Regions from separate parts of the Zea mays genome. Here region 1 is linked to region 2. The links are chromatin contacts, called in public Hi-C maps. All regions are on one chromosome and are shown on one strand. The core of a region is the stretch at or near the end of the contact, and the rest is flanking DNA. Distances in the headings are between cores, read along the strand shown. Region 1 has its middle 13 kb from the start of LOC103632389. Region 2 has its middle 240 kb from the start of LOC103632389.

Region 1 (6,309 bases), core at 3,606-6,105, 250 kb before region 2:
GTACCCTGTACCCACAAGTCGTGTATCCCATGTCGCTAGGGTTAGCTAGACCCTTAGACACTACCGAGGTGAATGGCTAGGGATCCACTACGAGGCCTTTACAAAGTTCCACTAGCTTCCGAAAACCCGCTACAGTTTATGGAAAGAGCACTTGCAAGAATCCCTCGTCTGACCGCCATCGCAGCAAAATCATCCCGAGAACCTCCTTGCAGGCAACTCCCCTACTGCCCTTGCCCCTTTTGGGTAAGGTAGTATTCTACTAGCTTTCCTAATTAGTCAGCCAAGGTCGTCCCATTCCACCCTTGTGGTAGCACGTGTTTCTCAAGTTAAGCTCCATGTTCCAATTAAAAATATAATGATCTTGGCATGAACATAAATAAAATAACATAATAATTGGAACATGGACATAATGTAATGTTAATCCCAAAACCATATAAAGCAATAGCAAAAACTACCCATCTGATTCAGGGGTAAACAAGGTAAAAGATAATTAGACTATGGTGACCTATTGGGTCCCATCAAAATTAAACCTATGCATTGAATAAATGACATTAAAGAACATTATTAGGTAAATGAAGGTGATCAAGGGCACAACTTGCCTGACACATGAGATTCCAGGTACCAGGATGTTCTTTAGATCCTCGTGACCGCACTGTGTCACACCCAGGCTTTAAGGGACAAAGCCGGGTGCATCTCATACATGTGCCAAAGAAGACAACATATATAATAACAGAGTGTATAGAGATAAATGTCACAATAATCAGAGTACTTATTACATAGCGGAAGACTTACAAAAATAAAAGATAAATATAACAGGATCTAAAATCCATCCTTGGCGCCAGAAAGTCAACTGGGAAACGCCACCTAGATCGAATCGAACTCCTCAATACATGACTCCTCTTGAACCACCTATTCTTCTCCTATGGGGGGTGTGAGACAGCAAGGGTGAGCTCACACATATTCATCGCTCAACAAGTTGTGGGGAATAATGTGGCATGAACTCGCCAAAGGTGGGAGTTCATGTGAGGTGTAAGGCTGATCAACAATAGGGGTTAAAGCTGAGCATTGCTTTTAAGTAGTTGGTCAAAATTTTATTAGCAGTTACTAAATGAAGTAAATACCAAACCTTAAATAAAGTAATAGAACAAAATTAATTAACAAATCCCATGCAAATGCAAATGACAAATTGAATTTAAGTTCCATAAATTAATCATCAGAGAGTCCTGAGCTGCTCATGACCGCGAGCACGACTAGTATACCAGTTTTACACTCTGCAGAGGTTGTACCCTATACCTACAAGTCGTGTATCCCATGTCGCCAGGGTTAGCTAGGCCCTTAGACACTACCAAGGTGAATGGCTAGGGATCCACTACGAGGCCTTTACAAAGTTCCACTAGCTTCCGAAAACCCGCTACAGTTTATGGGAAGAGCACTTGCAAGAATCCCCCGTCTGACCGCAATCGCAGCAAAATCAACCCAAGAACCACCTTGCATGCAATCCCCTACTGCCCTTGCCCCTTTCGGGTAAGGTAGTCTTCCACTAGCTTTCCTAGTTAGTTGGCCAAGGGCGTCCCATTAAACCCTTGTGGTGGCACGTGTTTCTCAAGTTAAGCTCCATGTTCCAATTAACATTAATGATCTTGACATGAACATAAATAGAATAACAAAATAATTGGAACATGGATATAATGAAAGATTATCCCAAAACCATGTAAAGCAATAGCAAAACTACCCAAGTGATTCAGGGGTAAACAAGGTAATCAGGATAAACAGACTAGGGTGACCTATAGGGTCCCATCAAAATTAAACCTATGCATTGAATAGTGATAATAAAGAATACTATTGGGAAAACAAAAGTGATCAAGGGCACAACTTGCCTGGCACTTGAGATTCCAGTTACCAGGGTGATTGTTCAGATCCTCGTGACCTCACTGCTAGTCGTAGCAATACAAACAAACATGGTATAGACAAAATTAACATCACACCAAACATAAGAACAAACTGAATAATAGTAATCTACGTGTTTCTATGAGATCGTGGGATTGAGAACTACTAAGATCGGAGTTACGGTTATTAAGTTATGATTTTCTGAAGTTCTTTTGTGTTTGGTACAAAAATAATTGTGTGATAATTTTTAATATGGTTTTCATGCTAGAACAGTGTTACTCAGTGATATGCAATATTACTACCAAATTATAGGAACTAGAATGGACTAAAAAGGAGCTAATATGAATTTTCTAGTGATTAAACACTGTTCTGGAATTATTTTTATATTAAAATTCATTTCCTATATTCCTTTATCCCATTTTCACCTGGCTCTAGACTACGCACCAGATGTCTAAAGAGTGTAGGGACCTAAGCGCAAAAACCCCGCAGACTCAGACTACCTTCAATGTGGATGGCAGGTTAATTTTGTTACTCTCTGGGGTTTCTTTTGTAAATGTCCCAATCCGAAGGGGTATGATCTAATATGGGCCGCACGATTGAACATGGACGCTCGAGATTAGATCGAGAACTTTATGAATCGGTATGCGACGTCGACCCCGGGATCCAAAATCTACGGTGTAGATCACATCCGACCCGAGACTGCCTTGGTCCATCATATCGGATCTTAACGGTTTAGATACCGCCTACCTAAGCGCTATACCAGGAGCAAATCTGCGCCGTTCACCGAGAATCTAACGGCGCCAGCGTTCCGCGACTCAAACACGGTGGCGCTATCCACGCCGCGGCGGAGCACTCGCCGGCGACACACGACGGAACGACCCGGGGTTTGTATACCAACACTACCGGGTGCAAAATGATCTAGGGCATGCAACGAACTAATTGAGCTGAGTCTTACCCAAGATTGCAGTGGCGAGGATGCAGCCTGCGGTGACACTTGGTAGGTTGGCGGAGGAGGAGGTCCGTCGAGCAATTCCGGCAACCCCGCCTTATGCTCCGACCTCAGTGGTCTACGGACGTGTCCCATGACTCCTGGCGACACGCCCTGCACCCGCCGCAGAGCCCAGCCTGCCGTGAAGGTTGAAATGAACGACGACGACAAGTCTCACCGAGGGTTGCACTCCTTACGGATTTCTCGCAGGGTGATGGCGAAGGCGTTGGTGCGCGCGACCGAGGCTTCCCGACACTATTTGTACGCACGGAGCCACGACTGAAAGGACCAGCTGATGCTTAGGGAGTCCGGAGAAGCAGTTGCGGTCGCGGCGGGTTCGGAAGAACGGAGACTAGCTTCATGCGGAACTCGCGCGCCGTGAGCACGATGACTAATGGGCCCCACGCGCCAGCGAGTGCGCCGCGAATGTGACCGACCCGAGGGCCCCGCTGGTAGTGGCCGTGAGGGCGGATGCGCGCGGTTGGGCCGGTCAAGCGCGGGGGAAGAAAAGGGTATTGGGCCGAGGCAGAGGATTGAGCCCAGTATCTATTTTCCATTTTCTTTTTTTTTCTTTTCTTTTCTGTTTTCTTTTCCCTTTTTATTTCAAATATGAAATTTGAATTCAATTTTTTTGTATCGAATTTGTACTCAAATTAATTATTAAATTTTAAACATGCCATCATAAATTTATTTTGTAATTTATAGTATTTCTTCTCTTAAAATCCAAATTCTAATTTGGGTTTTAATCCAAATCTCCAACTTTTTATTATATTTTTATTATTATTATTGTTGTTATTATTAAATGTACAAACAAAACTCCAACATGATGCATGGCTTTTCTTTCTTTTTTTGTTTTAGTAAAGAATTATTCTCTTTTAATTAGGTTTAGTCACATGTCTCAAGAAGTAGATGGCAAATCACATAAAGAGATCAACTCTTTTATAAGTCTTATAATATGGGTATCACACACTGCTAGTCGTAGCAATACAATCAGACATGGTATAGACAAAATTAACATCACACCAAACATAAGAACATACTGCATGATAATGATCTACGCGTTGCTACGAGATCGTGAGAACGAGAACCACTAAGATCAGAGTTACGATTAAGGAGTTATGATTTTATAGAAGATCTGTGTGATTAAAATATTAAACTATATTATAAATTGGTTGGTATAAACCATATGAGATATTATTCTATAATAATTATCTCAACTTTAATCTAAGTCATTATTTGATTAAATATCATCCAGTCAAATTATAACCGTAAGATCAGAATACTATATTAATATTAAAGAAGTTAATCCAATAGACATAGATTAATCCAATTAACATAAGATAAACAAATTAATTATTTACAACATGTCTCATGATAAACTAAGGTTACCAAAGTGTAGGCAATATTATTATGAAGATAACGCAACTTGAACGTACCAAAACGGAATTAAAATGAATTAATTATGATTTTCTGAAGTTATTTGGTACCTAGAATAGAGTAATTCAAGTGTATAATTTTAATTCAAGTTTCATGGCTAAACAAAGATACTAGATGATAAAAAATATTAAAACAAAATTATTGCAACTGGAATGGATCACTTTGGAGCTAAAATGAATTAAATATGAATTACACAAGTTTCTGAATTTATTTGTGTATTAAAAATCAATTTCTATATTTAAATATCAGATTTCTCTGATCCTGGGTCACGCACATTATTACAGACAAACTCAGGGTTAAACTTGCAAAAATCTGGCAGACTCAGGTTACCTCCCTGGTGGATGGCGGGTTTAATAAGAAATTCTATAGGGTCTCTTGTGTAAAACTAGTGCGCCGAAGGGGTGTCGCGTGGGTAGAGTCGTCCGATCAGAAAACAAGGGCTCAGATTAAATCTTTCCCTCGCCTGAACCGGTATGCATCACTACCCAACCGATCCGAGATCGACGATGAATATTCAATGAAGGGCTTATCTAATCTACCACGTTGGACACAACATGGATGACCCAGATTGATCCTACCAAAGGGGGACGCTGCGTTCTAATCTACGTCGTTCATCACGATCCAATGGTTCGCGAGCTTCTTCTTCTTCCCCCACCGGACACCAGACCATGATGGCAGCGGCCATCAAACGATCTACCATAAACGCGTCTATAGAGAAGAATACGACAGTTATACAAAAGATCGGATGATCATCCGAACCCCGAAGCAGATGCCCAGGAGCACATCAAGCGCGACTATCTTCCTGGTGGCTCCAAGTTTTCTCTCCCATCTCCCCAGCCCGAGGCCCCCAGCTTCCGCTCTCTTGGTGTTTATGGGATAGGCATGGTGGCCAAGTTGTGCGCAAGGGGAATATTTATATCACGACATGGAAGGGCCTGCCTCTGCATGCCGTAGTACCACAACAATTTTTTTTGTTTTGCCCAAAATTCTCGGCTGCGCAACTAATTTCTGTTAGCGCGGTTATGGGAGAGCATTTTACTGGTATTGTAGCCCTACATAGCAGAGGATATGGTGAAGAACATCAGGCGTGGTGGTTACGATCCCATCGTGCCTGGATGAAGTTCTCGGCCATAGGAATAAAGAAAGACTAAAAAACAATACGATGGCAAGTGCATGTGGTTGGCTGTTACAAGAGATTGCTCAAATATATAGCAAGTTTTTTTCTATTTCTATTTTCCGTTGCACGTCCAATGTTTCAAATTTGATTCAAATTATATTTTTTTCTTTATTCACAAAATCGAATGCAACAACCAAAACTCCAATATGCTCTCTAAATTAAACATTTTATTTAGTATTTTATTTAAATAATCCCAATGCATGATTCTCGCAAAAATAGGTATCTTTTAGAAGAAGTGTATAACCTTTATCAAGATATCTTTTAATTAAGAGTACTTATAAATATATTGATCAACAAAGTAATAACTAAATTCATATAGGGATCCTTTAATTTAATCTTTGTTAGCCAACAAATTAAATTTAGGAGATGTCACTTGAACGGTAAGAAAATTCTTATTAAAGATATTCTGTTTCAAAAAACCTTGGAGAATTTTATGAATTTCTAAAATAGAATTTTGGGTACTAAAGGCGCGAAGAACTGAATTGGGGGAAAAAGGAAATTCGGGCGCTGTGGGGGCTAATCGGAGGCAAGGGCGGGTGCTCTGGCTTCGTGACAACCTAACGGAGCTCACTGGGGCATTGATTTATAGCGCCCATTAGCGGTGGCGTCCAATTTGAAGGAAGTAGGTGATACCGTGGCTTTCACCGTGGCAAGGCCACCGGCAATTGACAGGCTTGCTAAGGTGCTTCACTGCAACGTGTTAAACCTCCCAGGCACGTGGCGCATGAGCAGTAATCGGCCAATGCCCGTGAAGTTCATTCCGGCCAGCCGCAGACCAAGTGGGTACGGTGAGCTCAACAGTGACCGAGTTCGAGCCAAT
Region 2 (6,226 bases), core at 1,249-3,748:
CATAATAAATAATAATAGAACAAAACTAACAAATAATCCCATGCAATGCATATGACAAATTGAGTTTAAGTTTCATAAGTTAATCATGCGAGAGTCCTGAGCTGCTCATGACCGTGAGCTCGGCTAGTATACCAGTTTTACACTCTGTAGAGGTTGTATCCTGTACCCACAAGTCGTGTATCCATGTCGCCAGGATTAGTTAGACCCTTAGACACTACCGAGGTGAATGGCTAGGGATCCACTTCGAGGCCTTTACAAAGTTCCAGTAGCTTCCAAAAACCCGCTACAGTATGGGAAGAGCACTTGCAAGAATCCCCCGTCTGACCGCCATTGCAGCAAAATCAACTCGAGAACCTCCTTGCATGCAACTCTCCTACTTCCCTTGCCCCTTTCGGGTAAGGTAGTCTTCCACTAGCTTTCCTAATTAGTCAGCCAAGGGCGTCCCATTCCACCCTTGTGGTGGCACGTGTTTCTCAAGTTAAGCTCCATGTTCTAATTAAAGATAATGATCTTGACATGAACATAAATAAAATAACAAAATAATTGGAACATGGATATAATGAACCCAAAACCATATAAAGCAATAGCAAAACTACCCAAGTGATTTAGGGATAACAAGGTAAAATGGATAAACATACTAGGGTGACCTATTGGGTCCCATCAAAATTAAGCCTATGCATTGAATAGTGATAATAAAGAACATTATTGGGTAACAAAAGTGGATCAAGGGCACAACTTGCCTGGCACTTGAGATTCCAGTTACCAGGGTGATTCTTCAGATCCTCGTGGCCTCACTGCTAGTCGTAGCAATACAAACAAACATGGTATAGAAAAAATTAACATCACACCAAACATAAGAACAAACTGTGTAATACTGACCTACACGTTGCTTCGAGATCGTGGGATCGAGAACTACTAAGATCGGAGTCATGGTCATCAAGTTATGATGTGATTAAATGATTAACACCAGGTTCTATGTTTATTTTATAATTCCAGAGAAAAGGTAACCGAAAGTAGTAATTAATCCAACTTTAATCAAAATTATAAATTGACCATAGATCATATTTTAGTAGATTATAATGGTAAGTAGATTAACAAGACTAACCAACATCAGTTAAATAAAGACCTAATCATAAAAGAATGAGACATGGTACAATAAGTGTTTTTATTGCATAGTAAATATTTATACAAGACTAACGCAACTTGAACGGATCAAATCGGAGTTAAAACAGAGGAATTGTGAATTTCCTAAGGTTTTATGTATTCAATACAAGATTAATGAAGGGTTTAGTTTTAATATAGTTTTTATGCCAAAACAGAGGTACTATGTGATAAACAATAATATTATAGAATTATAGCAACTGGAATGGACTAAAAAGGAGTTAAAATTCATTTTCTAGGAATTAATTAAGTTCCTATAATTATTTTCACACAAAAATGTATTTTCTAAATGAATTCCTTTGATTTTCTGTTCTTTGGACTGAGCGCACTATTTACGGAAACCATAGGGGCTACGACGCAAATTGTTCTAAGACACAGGCCATCCCGCAGAGTACTGTGGGTTAAATTCTGTAAAGTTCAGGGCTTCTTTTGCAAAGTCGTCGGCCGAAGGGGTACGGGCGACCTCGAGCCGTTGGATCTGCCTTAGATGGTCGCGATTAGATTCTTATCCAATACGAACCAGTACGCAACTAGGGTCATTGGATCTGGGATCTACGACTGATGACTTGCCATGCCCTAACCAAATCAGAACGGCCCGATCACTATCCAACGGTCCACACCATCCTATCTTAAATGTTATCGCCGATCTAGTTTGGATGGTTCATGTGAGGATCAACGACCCAAATCAACTATGTAACCATCTACTCCTAGCCCTCTGATTAAGATCCTACGGTGATCGTGTGTCTCCTACCTCACGCTCACACCCGAGCTCTCCACGGTAGCGCGCGGTGGTGAGCGATTCATCCCGCCCCTGAGCGTCGATTTCCCCCCTAGCAGACATTGAAACGAAGCGGACTCGCATGCGAACCAGAGGAGAAGACTTACCCTCGATTGAGACGGCAATGAGACCCAGCCACGGCACACAGCTGCATCGCGACGCCTGAAAACATATCGGCGAGCAATAAGCAGGGTTCCCAGAGACGACTTGCCCGGATACTTCTAGACCCCATCCAGTAGACCTCCGCGACCCCGATGATCCACCACCGAGGTCCGGTTCTTGGTGTCTATGCCTGACGGCAGCCACGGCGGATCCACACATCAAGCGGCAAATTTCTTAAATGATGGCATCCATGGTTTGACGAGATGCGCCCCTACGTCACCTATATACTCTGAGAAGGAGTCCAAACGCTTGCGGAATAGAAGAACGGATCCTACAAACTCGTGATGACCCCAGCGGCTTGCGACGGAGCGACGGGATCGGAACCAGAGACTCACGGACGGCGAGTTTGGCATCTCTGTAATAGAGCTAGGGCGGGGAAAGTGTCTGACTGGAGTGTGGGGCCTGGCCCACCAGTGGGACACCACACAATTGTTAGCTGGGCCGCGTATAGTATAGCCTGGGCTGGTTCAGTGGTTTTGGCCTAGGCAGTGAGTTTCTCTTTTTCTTCATCTATTCCTTTCCTTTATATTTTTAATTCAAATTTGAATCCCAATTCGAATCAGGTCTTTGAATTTCAAAATTTATTTAAAATGAACAAACAAAGAGATTTACCAGCATGCAATGCAAGGTTCATTTTATTCTTTTAATTCTTAGTTTAATTTCGAATGCATTGTTCATGCTTCCTAAAATTCAAACAACTTTTCAATTTTATTTGAAACCACCTAATCTCCCATACAATTCCTAAATACAAATAATGAAACTACTTCCTCCTATAACTTATGTTTAATATGATTTAAACACATAGTTAATATTTTATTTTATTTTTCATTTAGTTGGTTTCAGGAAAATAGTTTCAAGGACAAACCATCTTTAATCCAAATATTTCATAGAAATTATCTAATTTCCACAATAAGACTTTTGAGGTGTTACAGCGGTGGACTCCGGCTGCACGGGAAAACACTCCGGTGAGCGCGGACCAGTCAAACCAGAGGGGAAGAAGGCGAACCAAGGGGTGTCCCGAGTTGCTAACGGCGAGGCGGAACTCACCGGGGCAACGGATGCGACGGTGGCCGTGGAACGGGCGGCGGGCTTCGGTGAGCGGCGGCGGAGCTGCCTAGTTGCGTGCGCATGGCAAGAGAGGGGGCGAGAGAACTCGACTGAGGGTGCAAGTGAGCAGGGGGAAGTGGGCGAGCGGGGCGCGGGCTCTAAAGGGGCGAGGGCGTGCGGTGGTGGCCGAAGAACGCGGACGTGGGCGCGTCCACGGCGGGGACGTGGGCGTTAGGTTAGGGACGGTTCATGGGTGGGGGCCGCGGGGCAGAGAGAGAGAGAGAGCGAGTGCGTGCGAAAAGAAACGGCGCCGATAGGCCAGCCCCACAGAGCAGCGAGATGGAGAGAGGGAGAGAAGGGGCGCGCAGGCTGGCGCTAACATGTGGGGTCCGCCTGTCAGGGCCCAAGGGCGCGCGCACGGGGTTGGGCCTGGTGGGCCGACTTGGGCTGAAATGGCTTTTCCATTTTCCAGGGAATTTCTATGTGCTTTTGTATTTATTTTCTCTAGGGTTTTCATTTCAAATTCAAATCAAGTTTCAAATTCAAACAAAATCAAACATGTGTAACAATTCAAAGAATATTTGGAGCTCAGCATGATGCAACTTTTCATGACTCATATTGTTTTGACAAAATAAAATAATTAGTCCCTCACTAATTAAGCTAAATGTACCCAAAAGAAAGAGAGAGAGACAGAGGAACTAGAGAGAGAGAAGAGTAACACCTGAATTTGGTTGGTAATTAGAAAGAAATTTTATACCCCCAAATTCAGGGTGTTACAACCTTTGAGTTGATTGATACTCAAATCAGTTCAAAGTTCGGGGGCTGCGGTGCACCCAAATGGACACAAAGATGAAGCAAAAGTTAAACTCGAAAACACATTATGAAGACCTTTGAGTTGATTAGTACCCAAATCAATTCAAAGCTGTGTAACACCCCAGGTGTTACTCAGGGTTTCTCCTCAGTACCCACATTTGTGACCTATTATAACATGTGGTTTAGTTGGAGCTTAAGGCACCAAACTTGAGGAGCCAAGCCTTGATAAAGTATTTATCACCCTAGAGATCATACCTTAACCATATCAGGCTAGGGAAGATGGTGAAGAGCTACAACCCTAGAATCCCTTTTTAGTACATTAGTGCACTAGAGAAAAACTCAGTGAAAGGACCAAGCAAATCACATTGTCATGACCTGGACCAATTATAAAAGTTATAACACACTTAGTAACATACAAAAAATAGTCAGAGAGTTTTCTCAAAAAAATCATGCCAAATCCCCAAACAAGCCACTCAAATGGGAGCTTCAAATAAAAACCAGGATTTCAGAGTTCTGAAATCCAGCCCTCTCGCAAGGATCAGGGGTGTTCACCAAGTTCTAAAACGCAAAACCCCTTGGCCCAATTGACAAAGTCGTGACTAATTACCCAACCTAACCCCTGTCAGAAGATGGCATCGAAACTCGAAGCCAGACGTGACAAAACCCTGCCATTGCCTCGGGAAAACGCCTACTGGACAGATCACACTTGAGTGGGCAAGATCTGCTCAGCTAGTGAACAAAATCCATCGAGCCCCACACCTTATTTCTAGCTTAGAGTATAAGCAACAGATCGTATACAAAGATTTAGTTGAGATAGGGCTCGGACAAGTGACAAAACGGCAAAGAAAGGGGCTTGGCGAACACTTGCCAGGTGTTCGACGAAGGTTGACAGAAGTCAAGCGAGCTCTGTCCGCCTGCCCATGCACCAACCAGCGCGCCTGCCCCAGCCTGTGCCACGACTGAGGAAACCGCAGCGTCGCGAGCGCCCGCGCCTATAAGTACCAGTGCGCCCTCAGCCTCTCCCTATGCACCCATTTCAAGCCTTCTTCGCTGGAGTTCGCGACCGCCGGAGTACGCCCCCACTCGCCTCACTAACCGCGGTTCCAACCAATGTGGCCCGGCCAACACCGTCTTCCAACCCTCACGCCATCACTACCAGGAGGTTCTAGCCCCCAGTTAACCTCCTTGGCCAACCCAATTTGCCTGTGCGCCTCGCTAAGGTAGTGCCACCGCTCGCCGGACCTCAACCGAGCGCCGGTGCGCGTGGACCTGCTTTCACAGACAACCCTAGCCAAATTCCTCTAGGGAATCGTCTTCCCACTACCTGAGGTGCTTGTCCGCCGAATGAATCAAGCCCTACCAACGTCGACTAGCCAGAGCACCTCCACCGCCAAACTCCGACCGCTGGGGGAGGTAGACCGGATGACTCCGACCACCACTGGTCGTCATCCAACCATCGACGTGTTCGCCAGGACCTCCCCGATCTCCGCAACAGCTTCACCGGAGTTAGACCACCACTGGTAAGCCCCGCCACCTTGTTTTCCGCCGCTGTCACTATTCCGATGAGGTTGGAGCGCGGGTTGAATAGTTCATAAGCCTAGGGGGGTTTTCGCGATGTCAGTGACTCGGGTGAATAGCGCTCTAAAGACTAACCTGCGAAAGGAGGAAAAGAAGCCGGGGACCCGAGCGCAAAACGGCATTTTTTTCCTGTTATTTGAAAATAGCTTTTTAAATCTGCAGCAGGCTTCAAAAATTCATAACTAAAAGAATACTTGCCCAAAATTCATGAAACCAATTTTGTTAAACTATGTGGACTGAGGGCTTTTAACTAAAAATATGGAATCACCTTTGTACAACAGCAAGTTTTAGGGTTTTGATTTAAATAAGAAAACCCCTTAAACCTTGAAAATAAGGAATTTGGTGGAAAAACTTTTAGACTGGGGTTGGGAAAATTTATAGAGATACTTGACCAGTAGTTACAAGGTTTAAAATTATTAAGCACCCTAGTACCAAAAATTAAGCAAATCTTATCCCCTAGGACTTGTTTTTACCCAAACTTTGGAAAAATAGAAAAGGACACTAAAAATAGAAACTAGAGAGCAATATTATTTTGCTAGCATGATTAAGTGATAAAGTTCTAGGGAAATATATGGGACCCTAGTCTAGTATTGTTCTAGAATTTATGATTTTATTTAGGTATTAGGTATTTAAGTAAGATAATGATTAAAAATAATAGGTCATGTAATAGTGATGAACCCAACGGGT

The links. Hi-C and Micro-C count contacts between places; a contact is called where the count stands out from the background.
Region 1: a contact with region 2 is called in a Hi-C map of leaf, with 4 times the contacts expected there. The contact joins two enhancer-like sites. A contact is called at or near these places in 2 of 25 Hi-C or Micro-C datasets (endosperm and leaf).

Annotation. Positions count from the first base shown.
Region 1 is chr7:64,224,892-64,231,200 of Zm-B73-REFERENCE-NAM-5.0, reverse strand. No RefSeq gene overlaps it. Among protein-coding and RNA genes, the nearest start is that of LOC103632389, 13 kb to the right of the region's middle. Within about 2 kb of position 4,855, at least 8 of the 20 cell types and tissues checked have an H3K27ac peak or open chromatin away from gene starts, as enhancers often do. A contact at or near this core is called in endosperm and leaf, where this site is marked.
Region 2 is chr7:63,974,838-63,981,063 of Zm-B73-REFERENCE-NAM-5.0, reverse strand. No RefSeq gene overlaps it. Among protein-coding and RNA genes, the nearest start is that of LOC103632389, 240 kb to the left of the region's middle. Within about 2 kb of position 2,498, at least 19 of the 20 cell types and tissues checked have an H3K27ac peak or open chromatin away from gene starts, as enhancers often do. A contact at or near this core is called in endosperm and leaf, where this site is marked.